Linked DNA regions of Mus musculus: all the other regions are linked to region 1. Evidence: chromatin contacts called from public promoter capture Hi-C data. All regions are on one chromosome and are shown on one strand. The core of a region is the stretch at or near the end of the contact, and the rest is flanking DNA. Distances in the headings are between cores, read along the strand shown.

Region 1 (5,618 bases), core at 1,573-4,072:
GTGATAGCGCCTCTTTCTTTTGGTAGTGGTGGAGTTTGAACCCTAGACTAGGCAAGCACTCTACTGAGGCACATCCCTGGCATATTTATTTGTATATGTATGTAAACATATACACAGAGTTCCCGAGCCTTTATAGTCAGTCCCCTGTCCCTAGTGAGAAGCGGGGTTGAGACAGACTGGAGCCCAGCTGTGTGGATGAGGAAGGGCGGAACTCCAGCTGTTCAAGATAGCATTTCCTCTTCCTGGGAACAGGGTGGGGGTGCCCTTCTTCCCTCTTGGGTCCAGGGACAAAGCTGCTATGCTTAGGAGATAAGCTATACTCAGTGTGTACACCCAGGTGGGGGGCAGAAGCCAAAGTATACACTCTTCATCAGCCCTGGAAGGCCGGGTGGGTCTCCCTTACCATACTTGAAGCGTCTTCCGAGTCGCCCCAGAAGATGACGCCAGCTGAGCCCAGGGCGGCACTCTCACCGATGGTAGAGATAAGGTCCACCTGTGTGGGGAGGGATGGTTCCTGAGCAAGACTGGCACCAGACGGTGTCGCAGGAGACTCAGAACAGACCTGCTCTAACCTGCTGACCTTAGGACAGTTCTAGACAGGCAGAGGCCGCTCTGCCCATTTCTATCCTCACCTTGGACCTTAGTCTCCAAGGCCAAGAGCCCACGCATGAACCCACAAAGTCAAAGGTTACACATTCTGACCCCAAAGTCAGGATGCCTGGTTTAGTTCTGTGCACTTTTCATGGACTTGCTACAGGCTCCTGGCTACCTCTCAGCATCTCTGGGCCTCGGTCTTATCTACAGAATGGGGGTGACATCACCCTTCCACAAGACTAAAACAGATATGGAACAGTACTTCTGGTCCCCGATAACACAAGCATGCAGTGGCTCCCGGAGGAAGGGAGAACACGTACCTGGCTCAGTCCCGTGAGTCCTCGGGTGTATGTGGGACGCGTGAAGACGTACACGGGGAGGGCGTGGTTGGCATGGTGGGTGTGAGCCACTCGAAGGGCCTCCCGAACACGGAAACTGACAAAGTTGCGGCTGTGTACGGAGGACGCCAGTGTCTCGTCCAGGTACACAGAGGGAAAGAGAGCCGTGCTCTCAGCCCAGAGCCAGGCCAGCTGGTCGTTCCGTGCCACCTCCACATCGGGACAGCGGCCCGTGTAGCTCTCCCAGTTCTGTACATAATCGTGATTGTAGCAGTCAGGAAAGAGGTAGAAGCCCCACAGGTGCTGGGGTCTGACTGCCTTGACGTAACGGAGAGTGTTCAACATGAACTGCCGAGCGGCGAACTCAAACTCGTACTGGGCCTGCTTCATTACTCTGTCTGATGGCCAGTCAGGGTGCCGACTGGCCACCAGCTGGCGTGAAGACTGTCGGTAAACATCTTTCTCCTGCCAGTTTCGAACCCATACAGGCCGCCATTCCTCCCAGTCAATGACTGCCAGCCCCCCAGGCTCCTGGGTCTGGATGTAGCGTTCCACAGATTCCTTCAGCATGGGCAGGTGTGCACAGAGGCTGCCGTTCTGAGGCACACCGCCATGCACAGATGTCCCGGCTGCATCAAAACGTGGATACAGGCCTAGACGGTCGTAGTAGAAGGTGGTGATATTCTGGTTGAAAAAACCCTCATTCGGTGTAGCCTTCACATCGAAGGCCCTAAGGTCCAGTGGCACTTTGTGGCGTGGGGCACATTCTTGTGTGGGCACGTTCCATGCTACCACAAAGGGTCGGCCAGTGAAGATGGGCGGCGCTGTGGGCTTAAGCTCCCCGGCCCATGCTACCTCCAGCACTAGGGCCAGTGTGATGATGGGACCTAGTCCTGCCCGCATGCTGGGGGCTACAGGAAGTGTTACCTGCCTGGTAGCAGCTCAGGAACTGAAGAAAGTGTGAGAGAGAACAAGTCAGTCTAGCAAATTCCAGAGATGTGTACGCACCTTCATCCCACATAAACTCCCCAAACCCATACTGTGCGGCACACCATGCTCCTGCTCAGATGGCCGAGGCTGTAACAGGTTTGGGAGATAGCAGGATGCTGATGGGTAGGCAAAAGACCTTAGGGAATTTACCGAAACCACAGAGCTCTTTCTAGAGCAGGGAGCTGCCCGTGGTTGGGCAAGAATCTCCTTTAGGTCCATGTCCTTTCTGAAAAAGGGACTGATTAGGCTACCGACTCACTGCTAGAGTCACTTACATGCCTGTATACCATACAGTAAATAGTTTTAAAACACTCTGAACACCCCATGTCCCCCACCCTCATTACGAACTCAGAATTGATTCTGAGAAGAGACAGCATTTGGGGCACAACGCATACAGAAGCTGGGAAGCTGTTAGGTACACTGCAGAGGAACTGGTATCTGTGCAATGTGCGCCAAGCAGAAGAGCAAGAACGTCAGGACTTAGTCTCGGGCACCGACACTCTTAGGATAGGAGGAGGCGCCCCGGGGACAAAGGGGCAGCGGACTTCCCACCGCGGTGCTCGCCGACCTGCCCTTCCCACCACAGCCACCAAGAATCTGTGTGAGCACTTCGCGACCGGCCCACACCCTCACCTCCCAGCACAAGGGGTCCCGGGTAAAGAGTATTCCACTCCGGTCTTTGTGCGGGACCCCGCCCCCGCCCCGCACGTGGGGCCAGAGTTCAGCCGGGTGGGGGTGGGGTTCCTGGGTCACTTATGAGGGCGCCCCTAGAGATTCAGAGCCCATCTCACAGGAAGAGAGTCACCAGGCTTGCGACGCCCGCCCTCACCTCGAACCAGGCGCCACCAGGACCCACGCCAGGGCCGCCGCCATCCTGGTACCAACCAAGCCCGATCCGGCCCTTCGCCCAAGCACTGCCCCAGCTCGAGCCTCTGTTGGCTCCGCCCCGAGGCCCGCGGGCCCTTTAAGAATCCTGCCTCGGAGGTGGGTGGATGGCAGAATTTACGGCCTCGTAGGGAGGGTGTGTTTCTCTTCCTTTTTGCCAGTGCTGCGTTTCGAGTTCGAGGACCCTTAGATCTTCTGTAGAGGAACATAGTTATGTATCTGAGATTGAATACCTCCTGGAATGGGGATTCCCGCTGGTTTTAGCCACCAGAGCTAACCAGCCTGAGATATTACCCCCACAATCTGTCGTCAGTGGAACAATCCACTCTTTGCAGCTGGCCTCTTAAAGGGATAGAACATTGGATGGGGCGGGCGCGAGCGGAATGAGGGGGTAGTGGTGGTAATGGCATTTGAAATAAAAGCTTATAGCTGAAGCCTTGACTGGGGGTAGCTGCGGATTCAATCCCACCTGTCTGAATATGGACTCTAGCAAAGTGGGCCCTTTGTCTAGTGTAAGAGATTTTGACACGAGTGGATCCAGAACCTCTTGGAACATTAATGACCCGCCTTCGCTGAGCCCAGGTTCCCTCCACTAGTCTGTCTGCGGTCAGAAGGAAGCCCCGCCTTTTGTTTTGCCCGTCTAGAGGAGGGGGCCTAGTACAGCTTCTGAGCCCTCCTTTGGCAAAGCAGACATAGTGGTTGTCCTGGTAACCAGGGGGGTGGGTCGCTGCCTTGCCAAAGGGATTGAAGTTCAGTCGGGCCAAAGGGGAAAGTGATCTAGCCACTTTCACCGGATCCACGCCAGGGCTTGCCAATTTACTGGATTCTCCCCGGACCAGTCTCTGCGACGAGGTGAAGGTGGGATGGTTGTCCATAGGGGTACCCACTCAACTCCAAATAAAGAGCAATTTGCCAAAGTTTCGGGCCTGACTTCGTAGAAAGGAGGCTTCAGTGTCTCCCTAGTACCCCGACTCCATATTCTGAACCTTTCTGCCTTGCAATCCCCTTCCAGTGAGGACTAGGTTTAGACCTGTACCCTCGCCTCTTAGATCTGCTCTCCAATGCACGACTCAAATCTCCGAAAGTCCGCTTCTGGCCGCCAGCCCCTTTCCCTACCGCAAGCTTGGAAGCTAGGGAGCGCCGCAGGAGTACACGCATTTATGGCAGTGCGGACTAGCTTTATGTACTACTCTGCGCTCACCTGAGTAGAGTCTCTCCAGCCAGGTTCCTTGCGCCAGCTGCTGCCCTCTGGGCAGTCTGCTGGGGATTTGATAAACCCCATTCCTTCCCACCCACTCCCTCCCGCCTCCCATCCCTGCTCTTTCTCCTCACTTCCTGCTGCCCTCCAGGCGGAAAGGGCCAGGGGGGCGGGGAGGAGAGCCCCTTGACCCTGTTTCCCTTGGTGGCTGGCTGCCCTTTGCACCCTTCCTCTCAGGAAGGTCTGCATGAGTTGTGCCAGGTGATGGGAAGGATATGGGCCTAGGAACCAAGGGCTCATCTTTCTCCAAGTTTTGCATCATCCTCAAATCCAGTAGGGTGTGAGGGGGCCCAAGTGGCTGGCTGTATTCATGGGAGTCAATTTGCTGGGTGGTTGAGCGAATGGTCCCCTAGAGCAGGTGCCAAAGAAGAAACCATCCTGCACGAGGGGAAAACGGGTGGGGTGGGGGTGGTGGGCTCTTCCAGTAGCTGAGTCAGTTTTTTTTCCATCAAGAGCAGAAGTATCCAACCTGTGACAAAGACAATGTGACAATGTGTTGATGCCTGTGGCTGTGTGATATGGGGTGGGGGGAGAATTGTGTCCCTATGGGAGAGGAAGCTCACAATACGAATTCCTGGAAGACCTCTTTGGAGGTCCAGGCAAATTTGCCTGCTCTCAAATCTACCTAAACTGACAACCCCTCACCGTCCAAGGGGCTCACCTCCCCAGTGCTAGGGAGTCCCTCTGCCAATAGAAAGCAGGGGAGCTGGGTGTATAGCCTAGGCTGTGGTCACCATTGTGTTGGCTTCACAAGGGACAAAAATCTAGGAAGCTCCAAGGGTGGGGACTACTGGGAAAACAAAGTCCAGGCGAGACTGTCCAGGGCAGGGACACTTCCTTAGGCTGCCAGCAGGAAGGAAGTGAGCCTAGCCCAGCCGGATGGAGTAGGGAAACACTGCCCTGACTCTCCTATTGTTCATAGCTTTGGGGTTAGCTAGGCAGGTCCAGGACAGGGAGTTTCCCGAGCAGGATGGTAGTGGTGAGATAGGATACTGCCTGATATGGGGAGCCTTGGCTCCTGGACAGGAACCTAACTCCTGGCTTTTTACAGGGATGACAGTTGGTCTACAGAACCGCAAATCTATGTTGAACAGGCTAAGACTTGACCAGTTCCAGCTTTGAGCAACTTGAAGGCCAACTGCCCTGAGTTGATGAACTCCTGCTTCCTAATTGGGTTTTTTTGTTTGTTTGTTTTGTTTTTGCTTTTTAAAAACGTCTTGAGTTTATTATGGCCAAAGGCTAGGCGAGCAGAGAACCTGCTCATAGCCGACCTTGAGAAACGTAGGCAGAACGTCCATTGGCGGCAGAGGGCGGAGGAGGTGTTGGGCCGAGCCCTACGATAGAGGCTGCAGCAGGAGCCTGTGCTCTCCCTTCTGATGGCTGCCTGGGAAGTCAGGTGAGTGTGGACTTCAGAGCCTGGAAGGAGGCCAAGGCCATGGTGGGAAGTGTCTGTTGTTCAAGTATAGCTAGGCCTTGATCTGTGGGGTTTAGGCTGTAACCTCACTTCACATAATCTGGTATTGTTGGGACCAGAACCATCTCACAACTGTGTG
Region 2 (5,618 bases), core at 860-3,359, 1.5 Mb before region 1:
ACAAAGCCACTCCCCAAACTGAAGTTGAGGGGAACACACAGAAATGTGAGGGCTCCAAAAAGCTCAGTGGACAGGTCAGAGGTTGACTCTCTGTAAGAAACGACATCCATAGGGCTGCATACCACGGGCAGGGAAGGACAAAGGAGACTGACATTTTTCTCCTCCACATTAGCACACAGATTTCACTGGACGTCAGCTACACGCCACAGAGGCATCTCTAGTCCCTATGAGGACCTCACTGGAATTTTGTTAAACAACAGTGGAGTGCACACACTCAGGCTTTTGGGGTACCCTCAGGCTGAAGAGAGAAAGGTCAAGACCCTCTCCCCCACACCCTCCCCCACACATGCCCCTCGTTCCAGCCTAAACTGCAGGCTTGTTCTTCTGTTCCTCCCTGCCAATACAAGGGCTGTTCCCTCAGCCTGGAATGCCCACTCCCTCTGTCTCCCATTACCTCCCACACCCTGCCATCACCTCCCTGAGGAGCCTCCTGAGGCCTCTCCGGCTCCCGAGGAGGTAACCCTGTGTGGTAGATGAAATGGACACGCCCAGCTACCAGGCCTGACCTATCTATCCTGCTCTTCCTTGGGCTCTGAGCCTCAGATTTCCCATTAGTGGGAGGGGAGGAAGGACTCCTCTGGGGTGTACCTGGCATGAGTGGGCCCCGAGACCATTTTCTTCTGTTCCGTCCTCCCACCCTAGACAAGAGCTCTTTAAAGGCAGAGAGTACCTGCTTTTTATAAGAAGGCTCCAGTAACCAGCAGACCCAACGCAGAGCAGGTGTTCCCTACATGGTGACAGAGCCCCCATTTCACTGCCAAGGAGATCCAGACTAGAGGGGTAATATGGAGCTCACACTCCGCTTTCAAGCCTCTTAGCATCTCAAAAGCCGAGGAATCGGCCCAGTTTTATTAATGATCGGACTAGGGCTTATTTGGAGCCAAGCCTCACGTCCCTAACTTGCACTGCCAGTATCTCCTCCCTAACTCCCCACATCTCAGGCTGTCCAGGCTCATCGCCAAAGTCTAACTAACTCTGCCTGTGCCCAGGCCTGCCCCATAGGCCTCTTTAGAACCCACACTCCCCGAAACCCTACGGCAGGGCCCAAGACTGGTTGCCTGACTTCTGCAAAGGACAAGCAACACCTAACCCTCTCCTGCAGCTGCTCTCACAACCAAGAAGACTCACAAATTCAGCCCCTTCCACATCTGCACTTGTCTGGGAGTTGGGGGAAACTGGCCTTCCCTTTCTGAGCTCGGCCACCCACACTCCCGCCCCTATCCCAGTATCCACTTAAAAGGGAGAGTTACTTTTTGACAGTGAAGTGGTGTGCACTACACACCTGCCGTCTGGATGTTGAGTAGGGTGGAAGGGAGCCATCATTTACCAGACACCCGCCATAAATTAAGGCGCTCGTCAAGCACCGGCTGGGTGTGTGGGTACCGAGACAGAGTCCAAGTGTTAAAAGGCTCGTGGTCCTCCTTTGTCAGTCTCTGCCTGAAAGATCTGTTATCCTATGGGGAAGCCTCCACTTCCTTGCTTCGACTCATCCTCAACCCTCCTCCCTCCGCCGCTCCACGGGACAAAGACCCCACCAGTGGCCCAGGGAGGGCGGGGAAGGGGCCGGCCGGTCCCGAAAGCGGCGGTGGCGGCAGCGAGGAGGGGGCGCGGAGGAGCAGCTCCACCTCCTCTGTCTCCCAATCGCGTTACAGGCGGTGCCGCCAGAGTTTGCCTTCGCGCGCGCGAGTGTGGTCCCAACTCTGAGGACCGAAGCCACCCACCGGAGACACCACTCCGGCTGCCTGTGCCCAGCGGGATCGAGGCCTCGGGCCGTTCCACCTGGGTGCGCGCGGCTCTCGCCTGCAACCCCGCCTTCCCTGCCCAAGTCTCGCAACTCACCGCCCGACCCTCCTGCGGGATGCGCGCGGCGAGGCGTCCGCCCGCAGCTCCGGGCTAGCTCAGATCTGCGCGCGGCGGCCTTCCCTCCCCTCGGAGGTGGGTCTGGCGGAGCCGCAGCTGTTACCCGGAGACCGAGGGGCGGAAAAAACTGCGCCCGCCGCCCGCCCCTCCCGCCGCGGCGCTGCCTCCGCTGGGAACAAAGGAGACAAAGCCGCGTCGGCCGGCCCGGGCTCCGCTCCTTCCACCCCCCCACCCCCCGCCCGTCGGGCCGCCCTCCCCCCGCGCGCCGCCCGGACCAGGCCGGAAGCTGCCGGGAGAACGGGGTACGCGGCCCCAGCCATCCGGGACCCCGCATTCCGGTCCCGCGGGATCCGAGTTTGTGAAGGGCCTGGGGGGGTGATCAACCCCTCTCATTAAATGGGGGCTGCAGCGCCCGGGCGGTAGTCATGGCAACGCAGACGTGTAGGGTGAGGAGCGGAGCCGGGAGCGTGGGCGGTCCGCCCCGCCCAGCCGGGCCTCACCTGCGCGCCGCTTAGGACCAAGAGGCTACGGCCATGGTTGCGAGCCTTATTACCTGGGCGTTGAGATACAGCACTGGAGCCTTTCCCCGTCCTGCCAGAGTTCGAGGGACTTGTGCCCCACACCTGCTCTGCCTGTTCCATAACCACCATCTTGACTATCCCCAACGCACCTCGCCCAGCGCCCGGAGCGCCCTCATTCCCTTCTAGATCCCGGCCCTTGGAGCCATCCTCTCCCCCCAACTTTCTTCACCTGGTCTCCTAGACGCCAGCTTCTCCTCTTCTCACCTGGCCCTGCCCACCTTTCCTTCTTTCAATACTCCACAACACCCAACCTCTCCTTCCGGCCCCCACCCCTGGCTGTTTGAAGAGAGCCCGGGCTTTGGACCTGAGTTTGCGCCATCACTAAGCCATGTAACCTGACACCCCTTCCCCCCCCACACACACACACCCCGACCTTTTTGCTCCCTGACTAATAGGGGGTAATACCACCAAAGCTGAACTGTGTAAGCAGGGCATACTGGCTGTGAGGTGCAGAAGTAGGGTCTTATTTCCTTCCCTCCTCCACGGCCTGTACCTGGAGCCATGCAGAACTCAGAAGCCTTGAGCAAGTCTGGACTCCCTCCTTGGAAAACACCTGGGTCTTTCTGGGAAGGAAACCCTGGGCAGAGGTTCTCTCCTGAGGGCTTTATGCAGGGCGGTTCACACCCGGGCTTGCCAATGGCAATCTGTGGAGCCAGGACCTGACCCATCCTGAGGGCTTTTGAAGGACTTTGGCTCAAGGCCATTGGCATAGTGTCCAGAAAGGGAAAAACTGCATATACGTCACCTGGAAGCCTCTAAGGTTAGAGGGCTCTAAATCGGGGGAAGCCGTCTTCCGTATCTGCCACTTCACTAAGGGCTGATGCCAGGCTGCTCTACCATCACACCCTCAGACTCCCGTGGGGTGGGGTGGGGGTGGGGTGCTGGCTTGATTTATGTCAACTTGACAGAAGCTTGAGTTATCTGAAAGAATGAACTTCAGTGGAGAAATCGCTCCATAAGATCCCCCTGTAGGGCATCTTCTTAATTAGTGATTGACAGGGGCGGTCCCAGTCCATTGAGGGTGGGGCCCCCCTGGGCTGGTAGCCCTGGGTTCTGTAAGAAAGCATACTGAGCAGTAAGCGGCACCCCTCCACGAGGTTCTGGCCCTGCTTGAGTTCCTGTCCTGTCCTGTCCTGTTCTGTTCCTGTCAGTGATTAACAATGATGTGGAAGTGTAAGCCAAATAAACCCTTTCCTCCCCAACTTGCTTTTTGGTCATGGTATTTCATTGCAAGAGAAACTAATTAAGACAGGGTTCTATAGCTCATCTGCCTGCTTTCCAAAATACCCCTCCCTTAGACCTCAGATCACCCCTCTTCTTCCCCATCCCCCACCCACCCCCCTCTGAGCACTTGATCCCAGTCACATAGCACCTTGTCAGCACCATGACAACTCTTCCCTGACACTGTCACTCCAACTCTCCAGCTCCTCCCCCCCCCCCTTATGCTCCACAACTTCCCCAAACCTATCCCCACCCTGCCCAGGTCAGTCTGCACCCACTCCCTCAATTACCTTGGCCTCCCTACTTCTGCAACGTGTAGGAGCCCCTTTCATGAACGGGGAATCCTCTCCCCTCAGCCCACTCAAACGCATGCCTGACAGAGGGAGGCCTGACCACAGCGATACAGCCTTCCACAGCGATCCCTCATCTGTACACACAGACGGTGCCTCCTGGCCCTTCAGGGGTATCAACACCCTTAGGTGCTGGGCTTGTTTTATTTGCAGGGAACTACTGTATGACAATAAGTGATCAACTGACCGAGAGATTAGGTTCTCAGAGATTCAAAGAACTTAGGAGCCATTTTCGGGCCACACTTGCTGTTTAGAAATGAGCACAGTATCCAAGCAGAGAGGGCTGCTCATGAGAAAGGCTTCTGGCTTCATAGGCACAAACAAGCTCCCCCTGGAAGAGGACAGCTGTGGTGCACTCGGGTGGGGGTGCCCTCTGGGGGAGGCTGTTAGACTGACTCTCCACTAAGGCTCTAGACAGCTAATACTCAGCACAGAGCAACACTCCACAAATTCTATTTACATAAGGCCACCCACGCCATTTAGCAGAGGTCAAGGGTCACTGTTCCCTATGAAGAGAGGTCAAGGTTCCCAGGGCGGTCCACTTCCATGTTTCACTGTTCCCTTCCTTTCGTCTCCACACTGCTGCCAGCGAGGGCCTGGACTATGCCTGTGCCGTTTTGAGGGTCCCAGGTTGCATGGACAGGACTCTGTATCAGGGATATGCAGACCAGCACGGATCTGTAATGATGACCCCAGTCTCTTCCTTTCAGCACCAGAACGGCATCGCTTCTTCTTCCCCAAGCCACGCACCAGGTGAGGCTCTACTCGATTGAGCCCACACACAGGAAGGCCCAACAAGCAGAGGGCAACAGTGTCAGGACATTCTAAGTGAGAATCCAGGGCTAACTTCATCCAACATAGTCCTGAGCTAGGACCACTAGGAGATGAGAAAGGAACTAAAGGGGGTGAGCCCCCACTCCAGGCTAAACTTCAAGTCCCAGACTTCTGAAATCAATGATAAAACTGAGTCTGATATAACTACCTTTTAAATAATACAAATTCTTAGATATTTTAATTGGACATTTGCACAAAACTTCGATAATTAATGTAAATAGGTACTACCTACAAAATAAAATATATCTCAGATGGTGAGCCCCTCAGATGGCATTCAGAGTCAGGCTGAGGTTGTGTGTACCTCAAGATTCATTATATCACCAACAAAAGCGACAGTCACCCTTCGGTCCCTTTGAAGAAGGTCCCCAGGGTTAACTGGTCTTGAACAGCATGTAGAGCAGAGGCAATGTGGCCAGGAAGGTCACACAGGTGACCAGTGTGCTAGAGACAGTGTTCCTGTTAGCCTGGGCTTCTAGCCTCTGCTCCATCTCTGACAGGGCCAAGATCACACTCCCGTGTTCCAGCAAGGAGCTGGGCAGGGCCCCATCCACCGGCCCCACCGTGCCTGGATGTGCTGGAGCCTGTGCCAGCTGAAGCACCCCAGCCATTTGACTGCAAGTCTTTTCCAGGCCATCAAGCTGCTCTCGTAAACCCTCTAGGCAGGAATAGACCTGCCTGGAATGACGGAGCTGCTCTTTCATGGTGGCTGAAA
Region 3 (5,618 bases), core at 2,028-4,527, 1.4 Mb after region 1:
CATAGCTGCAAAGTATGACTACACCATGTGTACAGGCAAGATAAACAAAATATAGAGACATAAATTTGCACGTCACATGAATGTACTCGTAGTTCAAGCCCCCAGTCAGTCTGTACCAAAACAGGGGCTACCAGCCCCAACACAGCCCTATCAAGAGGCAAGACCGCCTCAGACCTCAGGCAGTAAGGAAGGCTACCAGGAGGAGGAGTGGTGCTGAGGAAGAAGCCTCCATCTTGGAATTTGGGCATCAGAGATGGAAGGTGACTAATGACCAAGGACACGGTGCCAAGGTGAGGACCATGGCCACAGCTCGAGGACCATGAGTCATCTCAGCTCTCCTAATGGTGATAGAGAGGGAAGACACAGTCCAAGTGTGTAAGGGACCTGCTTGGAGCCTCTGGGTGAGTGTGACCTTGGGGCTGCCAGGGGTCAGAAGAACCCCGGCAAAAACACAGTTGGAGAATTGAGATCACAGGGTATTTATAGGGCTTGGATTGGGCAGCTGATGGGCAGCTTAGGGGCGGGGTGGAGGGGCTTTAGGTAAACAAACTCTTAGTCTGTCCTCAGGTGCTCCCCGCTCCCTGCAGAGTGACCTTATGCTTGAACCTTAGGCACGAAGGTCACTGTGTGGCCAGGGGCCTAGCAGCTTAACAATTCCTTGGGGACAGAAGCATGGCTTGGTACCGTACACAAGGGGACGTAGCCCCACTGGGTATGCACAAATGATTTTTTTGTTTTGTTTTGGTTTTTTTTTTTATTTTTTTGAGACAGGGTTTCTCTGTGTAGCCCTGGCTGTCCTGGAACACACTCTGTAGTCCAGGCTGGCCTTGAACTCAGAAATCCGCCTGCCTCTGCCTCCCGAGTGCTGGGATCAAAGGCATGCACCACCACTGCTCGGCATGCACAACTGATTAACTCTATGAGTAGAAGCCTGAAGCTTTAAGCCTGATCTTTGGGGCCCCAGCTCCCCTTAGCTGTGTGACCCCTGACCTCTCTGAACCTGAACCTCATCTATAAAACACAGCTAATTCCCTCAAACTCAGAGGCCTGTGGTGTGTGGGAGAAAGAGCTGAGGAACTGGACTTTGCTGACATTTTTAAAAAAATCTTAAGGGAGCTGTGTTTTACTGATCCTCCTACCTGCCTAGACCTTGAGAGAGAGAGAGAGAGAGAGAGAGAGAGAGAGAGAGAGAGAGAGAGAGGCTAAGAAGCTCCCCAGAGGAAGAGGCAGACAAGCCCCTTCTACTGTTACCAGGGCATACTGAAAAGCCAGCAGGGAAAGTGACATCTCTTCCTACCCCACCCCAATGTCTCCCCAGTCACCATCAATAATCTAGAGGCCAGGCCTGGGACATCTGAGCCTCCTTCATCAAAGATTCATGCCTCCCCGCCCCCACCTTGCCCACCTCCAACTCTAGCAAGCCTCAGGTTACTGTCCCTCTTGGGCCCCACTCTGAGGTCAGCAGGCCTACACCTATGGCCTGGCCAAGGCTGGCACCTGATCCTCCATGGTGGTCTTTCTTGCCACTTCCAGCAGGCACAAAAGAAGGTGCACATCCTCATAGGCAGGAGACTGGGAGGCTCCCCTGGGCAGGCCTGTCTCACTTCATAGGGAATGAAGGGATAGGGCAGAGCCTTGGCCACAGGATCTGTAAGCAGTGTGTGTGTGTGTGTGTGTGTGTGTGTGTAAAACTTCGTAGCACCTCCTCCCTCTTGGAGATAGCAGCTCAGACCAGACAAAGAGGAAGGAAGGGGCAGGCCAGGCAGCAGTTTACCCTGACAGTTCCCCTCTTTGGGGCTGACTCAAGAAACCTGCTCCTCCATCTCTAGGAGAGGCTGGCCCACCTGTGGGTGGCCAGGCTTGATCCAGGTCCCTGCATGCTCAGGACAAACAGGATGGGGATGGGCTAGGGCAGGGAAAGTCTCTTGGCTTGTCCATCCACCAAGCAGCCACAACCGCAGGCAGGGATTCCGGCAGTCAGGCTGGTCGATGGTGGTAGCCCTGGTCAGGGAATCATGATGTGGTGGTAGGAGTGGCTGATGGCCAAACCAACAAGCTGTCTGGGCAAGCAGCCTGGCCTTCCCTACTGGCCAGGGAAGCAGCCCTTCCAGGCCCATAACAAATGGGGACAAAATACCTGGCTCCCAGCTATTGCTTCTTTCTTAAGTCTCTCCAAGGAGGAAACTGGGGCCCTGGAGGGGGGCTATGGGTGTCACGCCCTGGGCTGTAGAAGCTTCCTGTAGATGAGGGTGGAGGCAGGAGCTCCCCTATAAAGTCTGAATCCTGACCCGTTCCCCTGCTTCCAGCTTGAAGTTGGGACTTTGCAGGCCTGGCTGGAGCAGCGATAGAGAGATCACAATGGAAAAGGGAAGAAGTCAGAGGCCAAGGTCAGATGTGCAGTTCTCCCCATTCTACTTAAGAAGGAGGGCTCCATTCCAGCTTCTGTCCAACCTAGTCTGCAAGAGTCTAGGGGTCCTGAAAGGAGAAAAGGTCAGGCTACCCTCTCCACACATACACATAAGCCCATGTCAGTCATAAGACACCCATGCAAACACCCATGCTAACACACACATACTGAGATGTGCCTGAACTGTGCACACATGCAGATACCCACAGTTTCTGTGCGTGCAGCCAGGAAACACTGATGTCTGAGATGGAACCTAGAGTGTCCAAAACCAGCCACTAGTGCATGCACACGAAGAAGCCTGGACAGGCATAACCAAGTCTCATCCAGATGTGCACATACTGGACTGTATACAGAGAACATGTGTACACCCATGTACACTTTTCCAGATGTGCACATCCGGGTACACCCCACCTCCAGAAAAGAACAAAAATACCCAGACCAGTATACACAGGCACATCCGCCCCCAGTTGGGTACACAAGATACTTCCACCCTCGCTGTGTGCATCCATGTGCACCCACTCCCAGCTATGTACAACAGTCTGTTCTGCCCCAAGACGTGTCCATCCCAGGGACTCGCGGTTGCAAAAGAGAACAGGAAGCTTCCCAGGAGGGTACAAGGAAGAGAAGGATGAAGGGACCTAGCGCGGAGAACCAGCGCGGCGGAGCCCCTGTCCGCCCTCCATCCGCCCTCACCGTGGATGCCGGTCTGGTGCGCCATGGCTCAGCTTTCGGCTCGCCCGTGCCGTCGGAGTTCTCCTCTTGGTCCTGGCCCGGCTCGACTCGGCTCGCCTGGACCCAGAGCTCCGGAGGATGTGGCGACGGCACCGAGCCTCGCGCAGCTTCCCGGGCGGTGCCGCAGGACCCGCCCCCAGCGCGCCCCGCCCCCGGAGGGCGAGGCCGGCAGAGGCGGGCATTGGTGCCGCGCGTGCGCGCAGCGGGCGCCGGGGTCCGGATGGCCCAGTGCCCGGCCGCTACCACCTTCATGGCCAAGAAGGGGCCCCAAGGGATTGTGTGGGTGGTCCCTTGTAGGCCAGGATCCTGGAGGTCTGTGGGCGGATCCGCACTTGGGCGTGGGAGGGGCTGTGAGCTTGCCGCGGAGGAGGTTTGAGAGTGAGGGCCGATCCAGGCGTACCCGTTTGTGATGGTGAGGTGATCTCAGTGTAGGTGGGCACGCGCTCGTGTGTGGTCGTGAGTGTGAGTGTGTGTGTGTGTATGTGTGTGTGTGTGTGTGTGTGTGTGTGTGTGTGTGTGTGTGTGTGTGTGTGTGTGTGTGTGTGTGTACTGATTTCCTACCAGTCATCAGGTGCACGGTGTCTGGAGCCCAACGCTGAGAAAGTGAATGGCCATAGGAGGAAATGAATTTTGGAAGGAATACGGTAGGAGAGACCGAGGTGACCTAACAAGGCTGAGGAAAGTTTTCCAAAAAGACGGTGCATGTGCTAAGTGTGACCCAGTGGTGGAAGGACTGGAAGTCAACCTGAGGAACTTCCCAATTCCTAATGACCTTGCCTCTATTCCCAGCAGCCTTTCCTACTGCTCTTACAGACTAACGGCCGAATAGCAGCTAGTACTCTTTAACCTCAGAAACATCTCTCCACCCTGGACCTTGTTATTAAAAAATAGATAAACGGGACTGGACAGATGGCTCAGTGGTCAAGAGCATTAGCTGCTTTTGCATAGGACTCAAGTTTGGTTCCCAGCACCCACATGACACAACTGTTCCTTCTTCTGGCCTCCTGGGATTAGACACGGACATTGTGCACATAGATACATGCGGGCCAAACACCCAGACACACACCAAAATTTTTTTTTTACTGAAATAAATAAAAACTTTAAAAAATAGATAACTTAATGAGAGATGGCTCAGTCAGTAAAGTGCTGAGTTAGCATATAATTTCAGATTCCCGGCAACAGAATGAAGACACTTGGCTTTCCCCTTGGACTGTGCAGGGAGGCTGGGGACCTTGGGAGAGGGAGTTTGAGGAGACAGGCCAATACCTATTGGGGCTTATTTGCTTATTAGTCAGCCAACCCAGCCAAATGGAGAGAGAGAGAGAGAGAGAGAGAGAGAGAGAGAGAGAGAGAGAGAGAGAGAGAGAGAGAGAGAGAGAGAGAGAGAAAGCGCAATAGAGGCTGACTGGCTGGCATCCACCTCTGGTTTCCACATTGTACTCTAACATACACAGTGTATGTATATACTACACACACACACCCCAAATCTGTGAGAGAACTCAAGTTCAAATGGCATCCTTGGGCTGGCTCAGCTGATAGATCATTCTAACCTGCGTGACATGTGTGAAGTACTAGGTTTGATCCTTAGCACTACATAAATCAGGTATGTTGGCAAATAACTATAATCCAGAACTAAGGAAGCAAAGGCCTTCAAGGCCATCCTGGTCTACATGGTTAGATTTTTGTCTCATAAGTAAATAGGAAGGAAGAAAGAAAGAAAGAAAGGGGGGGGTGTTTCAGGATTAGCCTGGGCTAAGGAAGGAAGGAAGAAAGAAAGAAAGAAGGAAGGGAGAGAGAGAGAGAGAGAGAGAGAGAGAGAGAGAGAGAGAGAGAGAGAGAGAGAGAGGGAGGTGGGGGTTTCAGGATTAGCCTGGGCTACATAGTGAGTTCCTGGCCAGCCTGGACTACATGGGACTTTGTCAACAAATGAAGAGGTTAAAAAAAGGGGGCTGTCAAGATGGCTCAGTGGTTAAGAGCACCGACTGCTCTTCTGAAGGTCCTGAGTTCAAATCCCAGCAACCACATGGTGGCTCACAACCATCTGTAATGAGATCTGATGCCCTCTTCTGGAATATCTGAAGACAGCTACAGTGTACATACATATAATTTATAAATAAATAAATAAATAAATAAACAAATAAATAAATAAATAAATCTTTTAAAAAAAAAAGAGGTTTAAAAAAAAAGGTGGTGAGGTAGAAAACTGGATAAAGGAAACAGGCCACCCACAAAGATGGATGCTGTCCCACAAGTCGATGAGGAGCTGCTTGCCTGGTCCGTACTCATTAAATACATGAAAACTGAGCTGTATCTGGAATCTTACTTACTGTAGGCAAACATTTTAAAACTTTGACAAGAATTGTGATTGTCAAGGCTGGGTAAATAGGCAATGCAAGCTTATGTAAAACAGTGTGGTGATGGTCTTGATTGTAAAATTAATTATCCAGGTGTGGAACCTTTGAGCTTGTCTGTGAGGGCA
Region 4 (5,618 bases), core at 1,483-3,982, 1.3 Mb after region 1:
AACACAGCATCTGGACAAAGAGGTGAGCTGAAGCCACGAACAAAGCAGCCAGGAAAGCTGCTTAGGAACCCCAAAGTGTCCAAGGAAGGGGCAGTGGTATGGAGTTAGGAGACAGACCCTACTCAACGTCGTTTTCACTTGGCAGGCCTCTGAAACAAGAAAATGTGCCGCTTTACTGTTGGCAATCAAACTGAAGACTCAAAAGCAGCCAGTTTGAGGCCCATGCCACAGGACAGACTGAAGATGTAGCTAGAATGTACAGGAAAAAAAAGAGTCTCTCTGTCTCTGTCTCTGTCTCTCTCTTTTTCCTTTTTTGGTTTTTCGAGACAGGGTTTCTCTGTGGAGCCCTGGCTGTCCTGGAACTCACAAAGATCCACCTGCCTTTGCCTCCCCTAGTGCTGGGATTAAAGCTACATGCCACCATGCCTGGCCCTAGTTTCTCTCTTCAAGACTGCATTACCAGCATGCACAGAGCCTGCATGGCTCTGTACCCAGGTCCTCTGCGGTACATACTATAGATTCCAATTTAATGTCATTATGGGATTCCTGAGTGTGTACACAAGTATGTCTCTAATACTTTTTCTAAAATGTGCATTTGGTGTTTTTCCTGCAAGTATCTCTGTGTGGGGGCGTCAGGCCCCTTGGGACTGGAGCTATAGACAGTTGTCATTATACTCTTCACATGCAAAAGGAGCTTATGGAGCCTACTGAGCCCAGCATCCAGAAGGCTGGCAGCTAGAAGCAAAGCCAAGGCTAGAAAGAGCAGCATGTCCTTGCTGTATCTGGCATCCCCACACCACGTCTCCCAGTGAGAAACTCAGCCGTCTCAGTTTAGAATCCTGAGGCCTTCTCTTACCCAAGTGCTTGGTGTTGAGACTGAAGTCCACACAGGTGACTGCATCTCGGTGGCCCTTAAAATGTCTCTCCAGTGAGGGGTCCTCCTGGAAAAAAAAAAAAAAAAAAAAAGCAAGGTCAAATGGTTATAACGAGATAACAGGTCCTCCCTGGAACTAAGACTCTTCCTATAACCAGGAGACGTTAAAAGCACTCAAATCATGATCTCGTATGTTGAAAATTCTAAGGAATCCACTATAAACTGCTAGGACAAATGAGTACAGCAAGGAAGGGTTCACGATCAGCAAACACACAACCACACAAACGATCAGACGAATCAATAAATCCACAACAAACAGATCAAATATGGGCCCAGTGTGGGGAACAAACACCTTTAATCCCAGCACTTGGGAGGCAGAGGCAGGTGGAACTGTGAGTTCAAGGCCAGCCTGGTCCACACAGTAAATTCCAAGAGAGCCAAGACCATAGTAAGTTATCTCCCTCCACCTCAAACACCAAAAATTAAAAACAAAACAAGCAAACAACAACAACAAAAAAAACAAAACGACAAAACACACACACACACACACAACCAAACCACCTGAAGAGCTCCAAGGAACCCAGCTTGGGAAAGGATATTTCTATGATACAGCGAAGCCATTGCTATTCCACAAAGCTCTACCCCAAACAAAGGTGAGGCCCAGTGCCCAGCTCCACCCCCAAGCACACCTGCAGGTTCACGCCTTTTAACAGATGGCCTGGTAGTTCAGGGGTAAGAATCAACTAAGGAGCAAGGGCTCATTCCCTCTCCTGTCCTCACCAGAGCCTCTCAGAAACACAAGGGTGAGGAAGTGTCCATCCTAGGCTCAGTGGGCAGAAGCAGATTCAGGTCTGACTCCATCAGTGACACCCCTTCCCAATGCCTTCTTCCCTGAACAGTTTCCCCTAAAATCTGCGTGGAGCTAAATGTAAACAGAATATCAAATCGGCACTCAAAAGTCTGGTTTCTATTTCTACCCAAGTCTTCTCAGGTGCATCAGGTACCACCTGGCCCTGTGGAAGCAAATTCTTATTTAAAGGACCAATTTGAAGTCCTTTTCTGGAGTGGGGGGAGGGGTCAGAATCGAGCCCTGGACACACTGCAGGCTTCCGCTATCCCAGGCATCCCGATGGCCTACTGCTTCTACTTGTTGGAAAAGGATGTCACCTCCAAAAAAGACCTGTTGCTCACAAGAGGCCAAGCTTACGAGGCTCGCCCCAGGCCACGACAAGGGTCGGGCCTTGATGGTGTCTTCCTCAATACGCCGTACATTCCAGAGGCAGAGACTTATTTCTTCGTCCTGGTGGTCTAACATCTAGCCTGGCACCTGGGGTGCTAAGTCAATGCCCGGATCCACCCCGTAACCTTGGATGAGGAGGTCACCCTAGAACCCCGCGTCACCATCCGCCTCTCTCGCGGCCATTGTTCCAACCAGTCAGGTGCTCACTATCCAGGGACTTACCTGGCTGGGAGCAGCCATAGCGGGGCTAGCGGGCTGGTAGGACCAGCTGTGCCCCAAGTGCCAGAGATAGCTGGGTCGGCAGTTGTGCCAGTTCAGTTTCCGCGCCCCCAATCGCCACCAATAGCAACGCCGGTGGCGTCGCCGCGTCCCGCCCACCGCAATTAAAGGAGAAGCGCCCTAGGTTTTTGTCCGCCGACCGGAAGTCGGGTCGTTCGATAGGCGTCAAGCTCTTGTCCTCCCGCTCTTCCAGATGAGGTGACCCGCCGAGCAGCCAAAAGCCTCAGTTCGCTGTCACACTTTCCTCCTAAGAACTTAAAAAAAAAAATCTTAGATGAAGGTTTCGGCCCTTCAGCTCTAGCTCAGGTAACGGAGCGCGCAGCCATCGGGGAAATGAAGTTCTACATAGCACTTATACCCCACAGTCTTAATAAAGGTAGAACTACATTTACCGAGATGCTCCGGGGCGGGCGGAGTTTTACCATTATGAGTGACAGGCTTAAGTATCCCGGAAGGAGGATACTGACTGGCCTTGCTCTTGGCTTAAAACGTCCGATCAAGGCGCCATGGAGAACCAGGTTATTAGCGCCTTGGGACCCCAGAATGGTTCGTTCCTGCGAATACTCCTAAGTGTCTATTTAAAAAAAAAAAAAATGGAGTCATTCAAGAGTCAGAACCATGGTGCAGAAAGACATATGTTCAATTCTTAATTCTCTACTGGGTGACCTCAGGAAAAATGCGTCTACTCCGAGGGCCTGCCTCCGCGTTTGTCTTAAGAGGGGATGTGACTGCGGCCCGTCTTGCTCGGAACTCTTTAGCCTTAAGAAGGCTTTGGGTCGTAGCCTGACCTTAGCTCCAAAAAAAAAAAAAAGGTGAAAGAAGCAATCGTCGGGCGGAACCACCAGAGGCCGTCCTTTTCCACCTTCTGCAATGAAAGCAGCCGAAGCCCAGAGTGACCTGTGCATCTGACCTGAACTGGATGTTTTGTAAGATTCAAGAACCTTCCATCCATCATCTCTCCTGGGCCGGCCAACTTGTCCATACTCAAAACACTAATTAGGATCTGGCTGTGTCCTGAGGTTTCTTACCACATGCCTAGGCTTGAAACTGTGTCCCTAAATCTGCAGGGACAGTAAACTCAGAAACTGGCGTGTGGGGGAGTGTATTTGGACCTAAAAGAATGATTCATTGGTTCAGAGTGTATATGGTTCTCCCAGAGGACGAAAGTTCTATTCCCAGCTCCCATGTCAGATGGTTTACAACTGCCTGGAACTCCAGTTCTGAGGCAGTTCAACACCTCTTGTCTCCTGAGGCACACACACACACACCATTAAAAATAATTCTTTTAGTGTTTTGATGAGAGATACAGGATCTATATCTGATCCTATTTTAACTATGTTGGCATAGAATTGGTACCTTGACATTAGAAATGTTTAAGCTAATTTAACATAGGCAAGGTGAAAGTCTCAAGACAAAAATAGGTGCTCACAAATTCCCAGCCTTCCCATAAACAGTTTTCAGTTTTTCTCTTGTCAATAAGTGTGTCACGAGCACCCCATGCCAGAAACATGATGGTCACGTTTGTATATTCCTACAATGTCAAAATGAATTGCCTCTCAGGAAATTCCCAAGCTGTAGCAGTTTGCTGCTTTTCCAGATAAGGTCTCTCTATGTGGTCCTAGCGTTCCTTCCTCTGGCAGCCACAGACTTTTTATTTTTACTTTTTTAGGAATGTCATATGTAGGAATGTTTTGCCTACCTGTATGTATATGTACCATACTTATGTCTGATGTCTTATGAAGACGCCGGATCCCCTGGAACTGGCGTTGCAAACAGTTGTGAGCTGTCACGTGGGTGCTGGGTCTGAAACCCAGTCCCAAGTAACCTTAAACCAGCCCCACTAATCTTTTTCTGTTGCCTTGCTTTTTTTCTTTTCTTTCTTTTTTTTAAGAATATTGTGGGGTAGCCACCAGAGGAGACTGCTAAGACACGGATTTAAGCCAATAAAAAGTCTTTATTAGCCAGCCAGCAACTACACTGGGTGTTGTTCAAGATCCCATTGTAGCCGCAAGGCTTTCTCAGGGTGAGCTTTTAAGCATAAAATGTTCTGGGGGACTGGAGAGATGGCTCAGTGGTTAAGAGCACTGACTGCTCTTCCGGAGGTCCTGAGTTCAAATCCCAGCGACCACATGGTGTGTCACAACCATCTGTAACAAGACCTGATTCCCTCTTCTGGTGTCTGAAGACAGCTACAGTATATACATATAATACATAAATACATATAATAAATAAAATAAATCTTTTAAAAAAAAACATGTTCTAGATTGACATACTTAACATGAACAATTAGTCAGAAGAGAAACCACAGAAGTCCAAAAGCAAGGTTAGTACATTTAGAGAGTTTCCCATATCTCTGGACTTTGACGAATTAGGTAATTGTTTTAGTTTTGGCAGGCGGTGCTATCCATGTGCTGAGTTTTACAGCCTGAATGGTATTTCGGCAGTTGTGGGGTTTCATGTAGGCTGGCCTTCAGATCACTGCATTAGCCGAAGAAAGCTTTGAACTTCAGATGATCCTGCCTCCGTTCTGGAAATACAGGCTTATACCATCTTGTTTGGTTTACACAGTGGTGGGGATTTATGCATGCTAGGCAAAGCAAGGTCCCATCTGATCTATAACTCTAGTTACATGATTCCAATCTTAATTGCTAACATTGTTTCCAGATCTCTTACCTTTACATAATAAGGTACATGGAAATATGTGTATATAGGAATGTATGCATACGCAATGTATTGTTTTTAAGGATTTATTTTATTTATATCAGTGCACCGTCTCTGTCTTTGGACACACCAGAAGAGGGCATCAGATCCCATTACAGATGGTTGTGAGCCACCATGTGGTTGCTGGGAATTGAACTCAAGACCTCTGGGAGAGCAGTCAGTGATCTTAACCACTGAGCCATCTCTCCAGTCCCCAACAATGTACTATTATGTAGACTACACAGGAGAGATTGAAGAGATCTACACATTTCAAAGAAGCCTTGCTGGAAGGAGAGGTAGGGAACGGATACAGTTGCGAGGAGTTCTGAATATTGTTATACATGTTGTTAATGAGCACAGTTGAGAACTGTAGGTGGTTCTCAGGGCCACCCTGCAGGGGCAGAGGGGCTGCAGAGACACGGGGCATCTCAGATATGGATGGACAAACAGAGGAATTTGAATGAGCCAAGTTAAGGAGAGGGAGTTGCGTTGAGTCTTAAGGACTGTGAATTCTGTTGGCCCCTC
Region 5 (5,618 bases), core at 1,410-3,909, 1.1 Mb after region 1:
GCAGAGTTGGGAAGTTATGAGTAAAACTTCTGTAATCACACATGCTCAGGGTTTTATGGGGATGTAAGTTTTCCATTCCTTTATGTATACACCAAGGAATATTTAGCTACCAAGAGGACCTGAGTCCAAGGCCAGCTATATGGCAAGACTTGTTTTAAAGAAGCAAACAAGAGCCGGGCAGTTGTGATGCATGCCTTTAATCCCAGCATTTGGGAGGCAGAGGCAGGCAGATTTCTGAGTTTGAGGCCAGCCTGGTCTACAGAGTGAGTTCCGGGACAGTCAGGTTTACACAGAGAAACCCTGTCTAGAAAAAAAAAATCCAAAAAAAAAAAAAAAAAAAAAAAAAAGCAAACACATTTAGGTGTTGTAATGTATACCTATGATCTGGAGATATGGGGGCAGGAAGAGTTCCAAGGTTCAAGTTCACCCTTAACTACATAGTGAGTTTAAGGGTAGCCTCTGCGTGTGCATGAACATGCACACAGCATGCAAACACTACACACACACACCCACACACACATGCACGCATGCATATACCACACACACAGACACCACACATGCAAATACATATACATATGCATGCAAATACTATATACACGCACACATAAACCACACATACATATACCACACACACACACATGCAACACACACAGACATACATTCATATACCATACACATACATGGATATACCACACACACACACACACACACGCATACATCATACACTACACCACACAAGCACACACACATACAAATACACCACAGACACACACATGCATGCATGCAAACACTACACACACATATACCAAACACACATGCAATACACACAGATACACATTCATATACCATATACATACCCACACACACACATGTATATACTAGACACACACATGCACACATCATACACTACACCACACAAGCACACACACATATATACCACACATGCATGCATGCAATAACTATACACACATACCACACACACCCATGCAACACACACAGACACATTCATACACCATACACATACACCCACACACATGCATATACCACATACACACATGCATATGTCTCACACTACACCACACAAGCACACACACATACTTCCCCACTGAGGCTCCTTCTCAGTAGTGCCCCTCAGAGCTGATTTGCCAGGCACTAGTGTGATTAAAGCCGTGTTGGTCCTAATAGTGACTTGGAAATCCTTCTGCTACAGAGCAGAGAATACGGGTGTAGCAGACCTGATCACTCTTTTATTGGTAGGGTTATGCACTGTTCCACCTTACAAGCCTGTGAGCCCAGGGAAATCTCAAGTTGAATATTCAGTCGGTTTTCTTTGATTTCATAGTTGCCCTGAATAAAGCCACGAGTGTGACAACTATGCCAACGCCAATAAACCTGGATGATGCGAACAGCATTCAGCAAACGACAGTATCGATGACGTATGTGCCACATCCTGAACCAGGACTGCAGTTTGACTATTGCCCACGTTTTTCGAGCGTATAACTCCAGAGCCATCCGCCGTTTCTTCCCTTGCAACATTATCATTATCTTTCTCCACCAGCACTGAATGATCCACGCGCTGAGGGCAGCATGCAGCAACGTGCGTCGTAGTAGTGTGCCACGCCACCATGCTTGGATGCGCACAGCCGCAGATGTTTCTGTCATGGCCGTAGACTTTTCTGGGCCTTGCAAGAGAGAACAGACCACTTAGGACACTTAGGGAGCTCAGGGTGAGCCAGACAGGAATCCCGATCCTCTATCTAGGAAGTTCAAGAGCTGCAGAACCCTGCAGGGCCACAGATGCACCCGGGAGACCAGCTAAATTGAACTTCCTGTGGTACATGCCAGTTAATCAGCTTGAATACACCAACCTAACATCTGAGTTTCTGGACATGTACCTGTTATGATAATAACTGTTGTGATAATAATTTAAAACTTTCTTTCTGTGTTTGGGAAGAAAGTAGATTAGAAAGCAAGAATGCTTTCCCTTGTGCTAAGTGAACTAGACTCAGTTTCTGGGGTGTGTGTGTATGTGTGTGTGTGCGTGTGTGTGTGTGTGAGAGAGATACAGGGTCTCACTATGCAGCTCTGGCTGTCCAGTAACAGGCTGGCCTTGAACTCATAGAAATCTGCCTGCCTCTGCCTCTCCAAGTGCTGGGATTAAAGCTGTGGGCCACTATACCTAGTTATTTATGGCCTTTGTTATAAAACCCCTCCTGTGGTAACTAGGAGACATTTACTGAGCCCTATGAAGTGTATCCAACCTTTAGACATTGTGAATTACTTTGTCACCTTCTATGTTCACACAGAAAAAGAAAAACAAAGCAAAGACAAAAACAACACGTGATTGAGTTACAAAACAAAATCAATCACACACATAAACCTCAGAACACTTTAAGGAAGTTTACAACTTTATATTGGGCCACGCTCCTAGCTAGCCTCATCCGCAGACTGTACATGGGCTGTGAGTTGACCATTCCTGGAAAGATCAATCTCTTATAAAACATTCAGTCCCCTGAGATAGGCATGCATGGCTAAACCTCCCCCCTGAGATCTGAATTCTACAAATTACCCATGGTTAGGGGCTAGATGTTCCCATCACCCTCCGGTCTGCTCTCCTAGCTCTGATCCAGCAGACAGAGTAGATGGAAGGAGTGATGACGTCATAAGGGTGCCTATGACACAGGCACCAGGACGGCTTCCAATAACCAACATTCTCAGCACCTGTGTTGTGTGTCACTGGCTATGACCGGAGGGTCCAATACACCCATATACAAATTCTCATAACCCACACCTTTATACCACTCAAATCTACTTGCTTCCCACAGTATGTTTTTACTCCTTCAGAAAGCTTCTTTGGGGCTAGAGAGATATGGTTCAATAGTTAAGAGCCCTGGGCAATGCTCCAGGGGACCTGGGTTCAGTCCCCAGCATCCATATGGTGGCTCACAACTGTTCCAAAGAACCCAAAGTCCTCTCCCAGCTTCCATGAGCACTACACACGTGATGCACAGACATACATGTAGGCAAATACTCATAAAATAAGAATAAATCTTTTCTTAATAGCATCTTTGGACTAGGAAGAGAGTTCAGATATTAAGGTGATAGCTATGTAAACTTTGATCCCCAGAACCTGCATAAAATAACTGGGCTCAGTAGCACATGTTTGCAGCTCCAGGGCTACAGAGGTAGAGGAGACAGAAGGATGCTCCCCAGCCCCCAGTGCACCACCATCATGCAAGACAGTTTTGGTGTGTGTGTGGGGGGGATCCCGAATATCTATCGGGGCAAGGCTTTGTAGTAAGCAGCAAACAGAGAACACATGTGCAAGCATCGAGGTGGAAGGCTATTGTGGTCTGTATCATAAACTTAACTTCTGCTCCCCTATGCATTGGTGGTCGTTAGGCAGGGGGTGGGCTTGTAACCTGGGAGTGCAGGTTTGTTGGGGAAATAACCTGGAAACTCTGGTCTTGTTGGGGATTAGCCTAGAGACTGGAGCTAGGCTCAGGTTTGGGGGCGGGGAGGTGGCGACAGGACTTGGAAACTAATGCTAAGTACCAGCCTGTTAATGGGGTCTAAATTTAAAAGATTTTTCATTTCAGGTTCAATTCTCAGCAGCCACATGGTAACTCACCACCATCTGTAACTTCAATCCACCACCCTCTTCTAACCGCCAAGGGCACTGCATGCACAGCCTATACTGACACACATACGTATAAAGTAATTAATGATGGAATGTAAAGAAACTAAGATAAAACAGTATTAATAAATGATGCAAGCCACCATCTTTCCAGCTCACGGAAAAGCAGTGAGCACAAAGGATGAGAGCCTTCAGCGGCACATCTCCGCACAGCAGACTCTTTTCCCAAAACTAAAATGTGATGACGGAGTTGCAAAGAAAATGAATTTCCAACTTGGTCGTGTGCTAACCAAACAAGGCAAGCTGTTACCCGGGAGTGTGCTTAATTAAATCAGTTTGATTGCTGCAGCTGAAGAAATGTGTCCAGAGAAAACAAACAGCGTTATTAGCCTTCCAAAGCTGCTCAGAGAACTGACGACACGAGGGGGAAACATCAGTAGCCAACTTCCCAACAGGGAGAAGGTTTTCAAGTGGTTTTCTTTGGCTCTTAATGAGTTGACAGACATACCAAGACAGACCAGCTGCTGTTACTGACAGGGCAAAGACCAGTTTTGAAGTGGCTGAGAACGAGCCTCTATAAATAGTATGTAGGAAACAAATATACTTGAGAATGTCTGTTGAGGAAGTCAAGGGGAAGAAAACCCAGCAGCACTTGACATAGACTCTTCCTAGAAGTGATAAGCCCAAAAGGGAGTGGGGGTGGGGTGCTGAAGAGGTGGGACAAGCTTATGAAAGGCCTAGGCTGAGCTCGAAGACAGAAGGTTTGCTTTGCACATTCATGTGCAAGGCCCTGGGGGTTTGATCTCACCAACCCAGACAGACGAAAGTGTGCAGTGCTTATAGCCCATAGCTTCTCATTGTACCCGTATCCATTAATAGATATGTTATTAAAAGATATAGAAATTAATAGATATGGAAAATCATGGAATCTTCTGCCTTGCCTATCACCAGGAAACTGCTAGGCATTGTCGATTTAGCTTTCATGGATTCCACAAATGGTTGTCAGAAACTGTCTGAGGATTTTACTGCTGTGAACAGACACAATGACCAAGGTAACTCTTATAAGGGCTGGCTTACAGGTTCAGAGGTTCAGTCCATTATCATCAAGGCAGGAACATGGCAGCGCCCAGGCAGGCATGGTGCAGGAGGAGATGAGAGTTCTACATCTTCATCTGAAGGCTGCTAGCAGAATACTGCCTCCCAGGCAACCAGGATGAGGTTCTTAAAACCCATGCCCACAGTGACACACTTCCTCCAACAAGGCCACACCTACTCCAACAAGGCCACACCTACTCCAACAAGGCCACACCTCCAAATAGTGCCATTCTCTGAGCCAACCACTTTCAAACCATCACAGAAATCAAAGCTGGATGAGCTGTCTTGCCACAGGCTTCCATGGCTTAGCCCTAAGAACAGTTGACTGAACCACGATTCCAACTTTCCAAATGAGAAAAACTGTTTGCAGTTACACTGTCAAACACTGACCAGCCCTGCAGAGAAGCTGTGTTCTGCTGTCTTTGTGTGTCTCTTTTCCTTTGGGGAGAGTTTTGTTTTGGTTTGCTTTTTAGGATTTTTTTTTTAACTAGCATGAGTGAGGATGGAGAAATGGCCCAGTGGTTAAGAGGTCGACATTGGGGAGTCGGCTCTCTACCTCCACCTTGTTGAGATAGGGTTTCTCTGTTTCTACCAGGCTGCAGCTCTAGGCTACCTGACTCATGGGCTTCTAGGAAATTCTCCTCTCTCTGCCGCCCATAGGAATGCTGGGATTGCAGATGCACGCCGGTATATTTGCCTCATTTACATGGGGATGGAACTCAGGTTGTCAGGTTTGCGTGGCCAACACTTTCACCTGCTGAGCCATCCCACAGGCCCTGCCTTTTCTTCTGTCTTTAAGCTCTCATTGGCTCTGAGCTCTCCAGTTCTCAAGCCCTGGGGATCTTTCTGCCTCCACAACTCCAGCGCTGCCATTCCAAGCCTGTTT

What was found. Promoter capture Hi-C pulls out the DNA fragments that hold promoters and counts their contacts.
Region 2: a promoter capture Hi-C map of liver shows a contact between it and region 1, with 2.7 times the contacts expected there. The contact joins the promoter of Plxnb1 here to the promoter of Hyal2 in region 1. A contact is called at or near these places in 1 of 39 promoter capture datasets (liver) and 1 of 115 datasets of contacts at active chromatin or transcription factors (pancreatic cancer cells).
Region 3: a promoter capture Hi-C map of neutrophils shows a contact between it and region 1, with 3 times the contacts expected there. The contact joins the promoter of Twf2 here to the promoter of Hyal2 in region 1. A contact is called at or near these places in 5 of 39 promoter capture datasets (the C10 cell line, HPC-7-derived erythroid cells, liver and 2 more), 1 of 484 Hi-C or Micro-C datasets (B cells), 5 of 115 datasets of contacts at active chromatin or transcription factors (astrocytes, bone marrow-derived macrophages, embryonic midbrain and 2 more) and 3 of 9 other capture datasets (adipose tissue, liver and pancreatic islet).
Region 4: a promoter capture Hi-C map of liver shows a contact between it and region 1, with 4 times the contacts expected there. The contact joins the promoter of Poc1a here to the promoter of Hyal2 in region 1. A contact is called at or near these places in 7 of 39 promoter capture datasets (the C10 cell line, cranial neural crest, embryonic stem cells and 3 more), 2 of 484 Hi-C or Micro-C datasets (the HPC-7 cell line and embryonic stem cells) and 1 of 9 other capture datasets (pancreatic islet).
Region 5: a contact with region 1 is called in a promoter capture Hi-C map of the C10 cell line, with 3 times the contacts expected there. The contact joins the promoter of Iqcf5 here to the promoter of Hyal2 in region 1. A contact is called at or near these places in 1 of 39 promoter capture datasets (the C10 cell line) and 1 of 115 datasets of contacts at active chromatin or transcription factors (pro-B cells).

Annotation. Positions count from the first base shown.
Region 1 is chr9:107,566,367-107,571,984 of GRCm38.p6, reverse strand. It overlaps Hyal2 (hyaluronoglucosaminidase 2), which reads right to left and starts at 2,822. Exons shown (of 4, transcript NM_010489.2): 1 at 2,752-2,822; 2 at 915-1,881; 3 at 404-493. The coding sequence starts at 1,835. Gm9917 (predicted gene 9917) reads left to right here and starts at 5,020. Exons shown (of 2, transcript NR_166687.1): 1 at 5,020-5,461.
Region 2 is chr9:109,091,927-109,097,544 of GRCm38.p6, reverse strand. Plxnb1 (plexin B1) reads right to left here and starts at 2,109. Exons shown (of 38, transcript NM_172775.2): 1 at 1,900-2,109. Gm7628 (predicted gene 7628) reads left to right here. Exons shown (of 2, transcript NR_168955.1): 2 at 1,713-3,703. Ccdc51 (coiled-coil domain containing 51) reads right to left here. Exons shown (of 4, transcript NM_025689.4): 4 at 4,182-5,618. The coding sequence ends at 5,278.
Region 3 is chr9:106,200,767-106,206,384 of GRCm38.p6, reverse strand. Twf2 (twinfilin actin binding protein 2) reads right to left here and starts at 3,277. Exons shown (of 9, transcript NM_011876.3): 1 at 3,101-3,277. The coding sequence starts at 3,125.
Region 4 is chr9:106,278,175-106,283,792 of GRCm38.p6, reverse strand. It overlaps Poc1a (POC1 centriolar protein A), which reads right to left and starts at 2,732. Exons shown (of 11, transcript NM_027354.2): 1 at 2,337-2,732; 2 at 857-941. The coding sequence starts at 2,354.
Region 5 is chr9:106,511,614-106,517,231 of GRCm38.p6, reverse strand. Iqcf5 (IQ motif containing F5) reads right to left here and starts at 2,659. Exons shown (of 2, transcript NM_029300.1): 1 at 2,570-2,659; 2 at 1,229-1,682. The coding sequence starts at 2,573. The coding sequence ends at 1,240. It also overlaps a transcript of Iqcf3 not described here.